Regions from separate parts of the Zea mays genome. Here region 1 is linked to region 2. The links are chromatin contacts, called in public Hi-C maps. All regions are on one chromosome and are shown on one strand. The core of a region is the stretch at or near the end of the contact, and the rest is flanking DNA. Distances in the headings are between cores, read along the strand shown. Region 1 holds the start of LOC100383706. Region 2 holds the start of LOC542548 (phosphatidylinositol synthase).

Evidence for each region. Hi-C and Micro-C count contacts between places; a contact is called where the count stands out from the background.
Region 1: a contact with region 2 is called in a Hi-C map of ear, with 1.6 times the contacts expected there. The contact joins the promoter of LOC100383706 here to the promoter of LOC542548 in region 2. A contact is called at or near these places in 2 of 25 Hi-C or Micro-C datasets (ear and leaf).

Annotation. Positions count from the first base shown.
Region 1 is chr9:115,672,307-115,676,998 of Zm-B73-REFERENCE-NAM-5.0, forward strand. It overlaps LOC100383706, which reads left to right and starts at 2,249. Exons shown (of 10, transcript NM_001176343.1): 1 at 2,249-2,368; 2 at 3,330-3,514; 3 at 4,075-4,148; 4 at 4,333-4,387. The coding sequence starts at 3,335.
Region 2 is chr9:115,463,984-115,468,654 of Zm-B73-REFERENCE-NAM-5.0, forward strand. It overlaps LOC542548 (phosphatidylinositol synthase), which reads right to left and starts at 2,749. Exons shown (of 11, transcript NM_001112089.2): 1 at 2,568-2,749; 2 at 1,874-2,025; 3 at 1,383-1,467; 4 at 1,252-1,301; 5 at 972-1,011; 6 at 825-869; 7 at 677-742; 8 at 197-311. The coding sequence starts at 1,910. LOC100193995 (oligomeric Golgi complex component-related protein) reads right to left here. Exons shown (of 10, transcript NM_001352022.1): 10 at 4,607-4,671.

The DNA.
Region 1 (4,692 bases), core at 999-3,498, 210 kb after region 2:
GTCTAGTTTCAACATCTCCCTTTAAGTCGGACGAAAATTATCTCCCGCGGCTTGTCTATCTTCATAATATACACTGAAAAAATAGAGACTAAAATTTAGCACATGTAATGTTAAATCGGACAATGGACTCGGATCCAGACAACAAGAACATGATAAGAGTGATGTGGCCCCGAGCTTTTTTTACAACCCTAGTATAAGGTAGGAGTGTGAGACAATTCCATGTCTACAATTTTGTTGTAATGTTAAAAATTCTCTATTTGCATATAACGCTAAAACATGCCTTTTTTAGAACATATTTTTGTGCATTATCTTAATCATGAACTAATTCTATCTTTCCTAGTTAATATGCCTCTTTTGTTTTTTCATAAAAGAGGGGAAATATCTTACTTTTTAAATTGTTTGATAGGAGAACTAAGCTTATATTGGTAGGTGAAGTGAAAAAGATGGAATAAGTCTTTATTATCTAGAAAACACAATGCTCAAGGTTCCTAGTGTGTGTTTTGGCAACTGATGGACATATGTGCATGTGCCTAAATTTGTTTTGCAATGGTCAAAATAAATGATTAGTCACGTTAAAATATACTTGGTTTTCTCATCCCAGACAATTGGATTCTTTGTATAGCAAAATGATATTCTTGAAGGTTAAGAACACAATAGTGTTTAAGTGCAATTTGGTGTTAAAGGCACTTAAACTTAGCATTAGGTTTTTTTTGCCATATTATTAAGGAGGCAAGATTGGTATCTTGAGTGAGAGTTAGAGTCAAGAGCAAAATTTGATGCATGAAGGATATTATTAAGGGCCTCAATCTTGGGCTATAAATGTGTGTTCAATAACTGACTTTAAGCTACCTTCTATTTAGTTAATTCTATAAACATACGAAGGATTTTGAAAGGTATTAAGATAGTTCAAGTCACGAGGAGGGATATTAGTTGTGCATCTTTGTGCTCTTGTCTTGGGTTCTTAATCAAGTGAAAACCAAATACTTGCTATTCTTAGTGTTTTAGCACCTAAATGATCTTGTTGAACTAGGTAACCTAGTGTGGATATCTTATTTGTGAGATGCTAGAGAGGTGTTTTTGGTTTGAAACCCATCAATATAGAGTAGAGAACAAGTATTTCTAGTAAATCTTGAGCCTTGGTGACTCGAGGTAGTTCAACCTTTAGTGGACTACATCATAGATTAAAGGATAGTGGCAACTATTTGATATCATGGAAAAAATTGATTGTCTATTGTCCTCTCTTTACTTCCACGATGAGGTTTTCAATTGTTGCTTATCTTAGGTATGTTTAGATGAGCTAGGGTTAGTTGTTAGTTGGGCTTAAAAATAGACTATACTTGCTAAGATTGGCTAGCTAGTTGGCCAACTACTTCCTCTATTTCAAAAAAATATTCTAACTTTTTGAAGAGTCAAAACATTTTAAGTTTGACCAAAATTATACAGATAATCATACCATAACATCGAGTATATTACCAATAATACTTAGTTGGTATCATAAATGTTATTATTTAATTATATAATTTTATTCAAACTTGAAATACTTTGACTCTTGAAAAGTTTAAAATATATTATAATTTGAGACGAAGTTAGTAGTTGAAGACTTGGCTAAAAAATTAGTTCACCTATTAGCTCTTGTATTTAGATATACTAGGGATATTTTTAGCTAGCTAGCAATTAACTCTTATATCAAATATATCTTTACTATGTATTCTACTTTATCGTGTGAAGTTTATGATAGATTTGCTTAGTGCATTCATCTAGCTAATTTTCTTTCTTGTAATTTTTCTCAATGCATATTTTTGAATCTTCTATACACACGCACATATTTGTGGTGAATAGGTTAAAGCAGGATGCATAACATAAGATAGGATAAGCCCAATTCAGCTAATTAACGAAGTTTGTCTACCTTTCTCTTGAAAATTGAACGGGTCATAAGCTAAGTAACTATTAAAGATTTGTTCGGTTTAAGATAAATTGAGAGGAATTGAATGGAATTAAATCACATCTTATTCAAATTTATATAAAAGAAGATTTAATCGTTTCCAATCCCCAAATCCAAGAGTGCAACTTCTACTCGAGTTCTCATACATAATTTGAGTAACCATCAATGTTTTGCTATATTATTTCTAAATAATGGAGAAGCTGGGAACTCTACTAGATCGGCATATCTATACTCTCGTGGGTGTTTACGAAAATGTGGCTGACTTAAGGGCGTGACTACCATTTTCGCAAGAATTGAGCCCGACAGCAAAAAGAAAGGTGACGTTTCTCTTTCTTGGTTCCGGCGCCCCACCGGGAGAGTGAGCTGCTGCCTGCGCAACTCGAGCGCCGCTTGTCGCGAGCACCGCGGCCTCGATCCGTCAAGCTAGTAAGTTCCCTCCTCAGTTCGTTCATCCGATTCGCAGTTGGGTTCTCTGGCGATCGCGACTCGGCTGCATAAGTAGCGTGTCTCCGTTTAGTGAGGTCCTGCTTCTTGCCTGTTTCTTGGGGTGACTTCTTCACTTGATTACTGTTCCTGGTAGAGTTCTTCGCGATTAATAGCTTCCCCGTTGAACTTCCTTCTGAAGGATTTCTAGTGAAGAGTTAAGATCGCCTGATAGAGTGATAGTTGGTTCTTAGCTCTAACTGACATCTAGAAAGAAGAACATCTTTCCCCCACTTTTTATGTCGATTAATCCAAGATCCGACTGTCGACTGGTTAATTAAATTATCGTAATATTAGTTATTAGACGAGTGAGGTTGTTGGGTGGAATACTTGGGCTCTCGGATACTGGGATTGCTAAGACAAGTGTGTTCGTAGCTATCCATTTGGTCTCTTGTTTGTTTATTGGTTATTGCTCAGTTCGATACCTTGATAAACATCCATGGAAATGCAATGTTCCTTCGATCCTGTAAAAACGAAGCTTTAGGGCATCGGGAACTGGAAATGTCTGTAACTATCGGACACAGTTATGCAGGCTGATGAGTGAGTTGAGGACCCTCATTTTGCTATACTGCTGTATTGTTGCCTTCTTGTTTGGATTGGAATATAATCTCCAGATAATCCCATCAAGCATTCTCCGTGGAACTCATGAAGTAATGCGATAAGACCTCTACCCGAGTTGTTCAGATGGTCTGAGTAGCACTCCTAAATCCCCTCGTCTGTCAAATGCCAAAGCACAAAACTAAGGTCCTGGCCGCGGTCGTTCTCACATGGGCTATGACCTTTTCCCCCCCTAGTATCTCCTGCCATCATGCAAATGCATATTGCTTGACTATTAAACTAAGCTGCTACTTGGTTCATCTGAAGCCTATTGTTGGTCTGAGATATTGTCAATGTTCATTTGGAGAAAGCATGTCTGGACAGCAGGACCACGCTAGTAAAAGCTCTAGCTCAAGCATCAGCAGCAGTACTCAAGAGAGCGAGGAGGAAGCACCTGTCCGAAGCGTCACCATTGGTAGCCTCCTTGCCCAAGCAAATAGCACCAGTGGACATAGTCTTGGGAAGCGCCTGTCCCATTTGGGGTCAATCCCGGTAATCCAGAGCCACTTGATGTTTTATTCTTAATGCAGTTTTCCTCTTATTTCCATTTTAAAACTTATGTATAATCTGCATCTGAATTGTTTCCCAATTGAACATAACTTTCTTCAGCATAGTACTCGATACCCCATCTGTTGTTTTTTTGCTAAGGTGCCCTGATCAAACTAGTAGATTACTTTTAGTAAACTATTTTCAAATGATATAAAGGTTTATGTGATACAAAAGTGGTACTGTTAGTTTTGTGCTTGAAAGTGTTTTACTATTAATGAAATATATAAGAAAAACAATATAGCATGTCGTTTGGGAATAGATACACACCTCGCTATAATATAAAGTTATGCAGCTCTCTTGTGTGTCCGATGAAAAAATATGTCGTGAAAGAAGTCAACAGTGATCAATTTTGGCAAGTGTGCTAAATCAATCTTGCTGGTCAAAGTAATTGATCTAGTGTTGTAGTATGCGTTGTTAAACTGTCAATCATACTGTAACTCTATAGTTTACTTTATTTTGCAGTAACAAGTTTTATGATCAATTAGTGCACTCTCCTTTTGCAGTATACTCCCCGAGTTAATGGAAAAATCCCCAATGTTGGTAATGCAACACTGGACCACGAACGATTGCTGGAAAGGTAAAAAACATTTCTCAATCTCACACATAAATACAACACAAAAAGCTAGATTGTTACAGTTAGTCCTGTAGAGATTGGAAATTTACATATTTTGGTCAAAAAATGAATATGAGGGTTACTGTGCTTTCTTTTATTGTTTTAACGTTTATGTTAATTTCACTTACCATCACCTTTCTTTTGACAGGTTGGGCACTTATGGTCTAGCTGAATTTCAGATAGAGGGGGATGGGAATTGTCAGGTTTATTTACAAGTACTTAGTGTAAATTAATAATTCATTTATTTAAAATACTATGCCACATCACCAGGGCTGTTTGGAATTAGCACGTGGTTTTGCTAGCTTTTGCTTGACAATTATGTTAGAATTAGCCGTACAACCCTACTGGGCCTTATAACTATAGTTGGTTTGGGCTCACCCAACAATGTATATATAGATAGATATGATTGTACCACATTGCATACTAACATAGGGTCTTAGTTCTATGCACTTTATATAATCAGCTCATGGGGCTCAATGCAATATAATTTTATTCTCAAACAATACCT
Region 2 (4,671 bases), core at 1,499-3,998:
CGCATTTACAATTTTGCATCCTAGATACATAGTAAAAGCAATGCATCTAGAAAAGCTAAAATACATAGTAAAAGCAAATGCATCTAGAAAAGCTAAACGTCTTATAATTTGGAATGGAGGGAGTACATTGGAATGAATTCAAACTGCACAAGGATCGCAATCTTGAGGATATCACACAGTATGAACGATGACATACCTCACAAGAAACACAGCAGAAGGCCATGAATGGCCTGTACCCATAATATAATTTCAGAAGCCAATTGCCTGTGTGTTTTACATCCTTGTGGCTAGTCTTACCTGACAAGAAAGAACTAGTATAGAAAATATGGCATTACATAGTTAGCAAGTACTCCATTTCTGGCTTTTAGGTACATAACTTTTGCTACATATCTAGATATATATTGTGTCTAGATACAAGGTGAAAACTATGTACTAGAAAAGCCACGAAGACTTATAATTTGGAATTGAAGGACTAATAAATAAGTAAAAAATAATTGAAAGTGAGAAACTCTTGAATAGAACGCATGCATAATGAAACCATCAGGCAATTATTGAAAATGTAATTGCTAACAGATTAATTCTGTTGCCTTGACTACCTAAAGAACAGGATTAGGTGCTGACTAGAAAACAAACTGGGAACTTGCAAAAACTGAACAAAATGGTAGAGGAAACTGACCTGTACATTTGAAACCAGTGGCTCGTAATATCCAATCCAAGCAATATCAAGAAGACTAAACCAGGTCTGTAACAATGCTTGCAATTAGGATTTGTACTAGACATTGAGATACAAGACAAATCAATACAAGCTCTTCTGCTTTTGATACCTGTAAAACTGGGAGAGAAGGGCCAACAAACAAGCAGTGCTAACCCTGAAGAAAAACAATGTGAGCTGTAAAATTATTTCAGTCTGTAGAATACTATAATGTATTCACCCTGCATATCCAGAGTTTAAAGATTCATTCAAGGAGTACCTATCTGTAACCATGTCTAACACAGCTCCAAAGGTTGATGCTGATTCATAGAATGAAATAAACTGATCAGATAATGTTATAACTTAACAGATAGCTTATATACTGTGTGGAAAAAAGGAAAAAGAGATTTAGCTGAGATCAATCTTTACACATAACCATTTGAAAGTTGGTCTCCAGCACACAATGCAAGGAAATTTCATTATAGCAAAGATGGGTATTAACCTTCTTCACATAATGACAGGCTACATGACTTGAAAACAGGGAGAATGTGAATTATTACCTTGATTGAACTTCCTTGCAAACCAACCATCCACACCATCAAGGACAAAGCTAGCATGTTTGTAAAGATGTTAGAACAATATACATAAATCATTGGCAACCTCAAGAAGTTTGCAGATATAAGACGCTCACCTGATGAAGTACAGGATAGCAAAGAGAGCCTTGTTGGAATAGCAAACCGCAAATGCAATGAAATTTATGATGATCCTAAAATACCCTGTGTGATAATGACAATTCTTGGAATTTTAGTCACATAGGCTTCTGTTTTTCATTCATGCTAAAAGCAGTAGATAAACATATTGTCTCGTTGGTTAAACTATGTGTCCTCTACTAAATTTATGGTTCCATTTATGTAGCTATACTTGGGCAGCAAAGTGGCAACAAAACTAAAACGCAGTATGTGGATGTTGCTTCTGCACTGCATAGCAAACTGGCAACATAACTAGAATGAAGTACAAAATCAATGACAGAAAGTAGGCAATGTTTCCAGTTGCACGAATCATTACTCATTAGTACAATTATCCAGACTTTGAGATATAAGTAACAAAAAAAATATAAATATTATATAATAGGTTTTGGAACAGCAAAATAGAATGTCAATAGATAACCATCCAGAGGCGTACCGATAATGTTAGGGATGTAAAGATAAACTGATGGCATTTTGCCAGAGGGCAATTGTGCCTAGTCGCCTAGAGAAGATCAGGAGTAACCAAGAGCTTGAGGTCCGTAAGTTCTGCCCTTAAATTGGTGAGCATAAATAAACTTAACGGGATTCCTGTCAGATGAGTATATCGTTTATATATTGATCCAAAAAAACAAAGTTTTTACAAGAAAATCAAGTACAGTGTTAGTATAACCCTTGTACCTTTTACAAACTAAAAAAACTCGTATTTATATGTCCCAATGAAATATCAACATAATCGCTGGTTTTCCAAAAGAGGAGATGAAAGCAAACATTTATTTTTTGCCCATAGCAGTACAGATGACTACGGTGGCAAAATATCTGAATTGTGGCAAATAAAGCTTGAACTAGGCATGATTAAAGCATTTGCTTCTTTGCTAGTATATAAATCTAGAAGCATCCGATATCATATTTAAGCCTGTAATATGCCTAGTTTTTGCATCATGGAGTTCGGCGGAGCCAATACAACACGTAGACCCGATAGTTTTTGCCAAAAAAAACAAGCTATTAGTAGGCACAATACATAAACATACCTAGTGGTTATCAGATCTGATCCGAATACAGATAGCCAAATAGGTTAAATTAGGGTTCAGGTGCACATTTTGCACAGAAGGGAAGAGAAGGGGCAGGCATACCTGGTGTGGCAGGCGCTCGTCGCCGACGCCGCAGGCAAAGGGCCCGACGAAGACCTGGGCAGCTGGGAGAAGGGCGGCAGCGGTCGCCGGCGTGTTCGGTTGCGCTGACGCTAGGCCCGGACCCAGTAATGCAGGCACCTGGCCCCCGTGGAAACGGCGGGGGGAATCGAGCGTGTAAAGGGAGAAAACGGCAAACAGGGTGTGAACGCACGACTTCTCTTTTTTGTATCTCTCGTTCTTTTTTCATTCTATTGCCATGACACGTTTTTTTTCGGTTTTTATTCCGCTTGTACCTAATTTTATTATTATAAGTCCTGCCTCATAAAAATCATTTCTTTTTTATCCACAATTGAAGCTTTTTTTCCCATTGCCCTAGTGGTAATTTTTTTTTGTCAGTCTTTTAAAAGTTGTGCTCTAACTAACTTAGAATCTTTTCATTTCACATAAATATGTCATAAGACTTTTCTATTAAATATGTAACATTTTTCTTGTGCCTGTAGAATGTTTTTCTCGAGAATTTGGAAAAAGTTTACTCATAATGGTGGTATAAATTTCCTTTTAGCATGGAATGTTTTGGTCATGAGCTGCATCATTTTGCTAGTGAAACTATAATGTGTTCCTTCAAGAAGTAGAACATTGTTTTATTTTAAGAAAAAATCTTAAGTTGGAACATTTTGTTTTAAAGCTACCACATTTTCCTTTTGAATGTAGTATTTAAGGGCAAACACCAAAAAAATATAATTGATGTTAACATTACTCCCTTCCAAACTATAAGATAATTTGACCCTTTTAGATTCACCATTTTTCTATACATTTAGATGTACACTATATCAACATAATTTGACCCTAAAAATTAAAAATGCTTTATAATTTAAAATTGAGAGGGTATAAGTATAGATGTACAGAAAACACGAAAGCTCGGTCTGAAGCATGTTTTTTTGGTCTGGTACGAGCCCGGTCCAGCCCGCATTTATACGGGCCCGGACCAGCCCGGCACAAATAAGCGGGCCGGACCCCGACAGGAAACTAAGCACGGTGGGCTAGCTCGGCACGACCCGTTTACCTTTAAACCCGTCAAGCCCGCCTTTTTACACTAAATCGTACTTACCGACCTGTTTTTGGTCTGCTTTTTTCGTGCTTACCGGGTCGGTCCGACCCGTTTAGGCTCATAGCGGGCCGTGCTCGGACAGGGAAACGAGCCCACGGGCTTAGACAGTCTGGCCCGGTTTTCTAACCGTGCCTAGCGAGCCGGGCCCAAAACGGGTCGGGCGGCCATTTGGCCATCTCTAAGTATAAGTCATTAGGATTTTGTTGGGAAAATATCCTATGCAATCACTTATCCTGGTGCAAGCATGCAATCAAGCGATCTGGTACATCCGATCTAGATATAATGATAACTGTTATTTTACATTTAACCCCTTCCACCTGAAACCTAGTGTCTATTTTACATTTAACCACTTCCATATAAAACCGTTGCATCTAGACTGGATGCTCTGGATAGTTTGATTGCACGCTTGCACCAAAATGAGTGATTGCACAGGATATGTCCTCGATTTTGTTATGACAAAATATTATTTAAACTAGTGCACTAAAAGTAATGTAAAAACCCTAAACCAATATTACATGCCTCAATCTTTTACTACATATTATAACGTTAAATAAAAATATCTAGTGGAATCTATTAGTAAAATATTTGGTAGAATCTGAAAAGATTTTGACGCTTGGTGCTAGCAGCGAGAAACATTTTAGTTTTTCAACAAAATTACTGTCAAACACCGCAAAGGAGACAAACGTTTCGAGGATGATTATTTGGAACCGATTATCATTTGTACACTAGAAACAAACGTAATATAGTTTCTCATTTAGTTCTAGCTTCAAACTTCCAGCGAACTACCCAATGCAAAATCTAATCTGGATGCAAAATGTTTTTACGAGAAACCTGCCAAATGCACCCTATGATCCATCCAATTCTGACGAGCTTATAAAGCTGATCCTCATTCTTTCCCCTAGGTTTGTAATAGAAAATCGTGCAATCAATATAGGCTCCAAGTAATGAATTATTCTATATAGGATTATTCTCACTATGTGCCAGCAGTACGGTTAC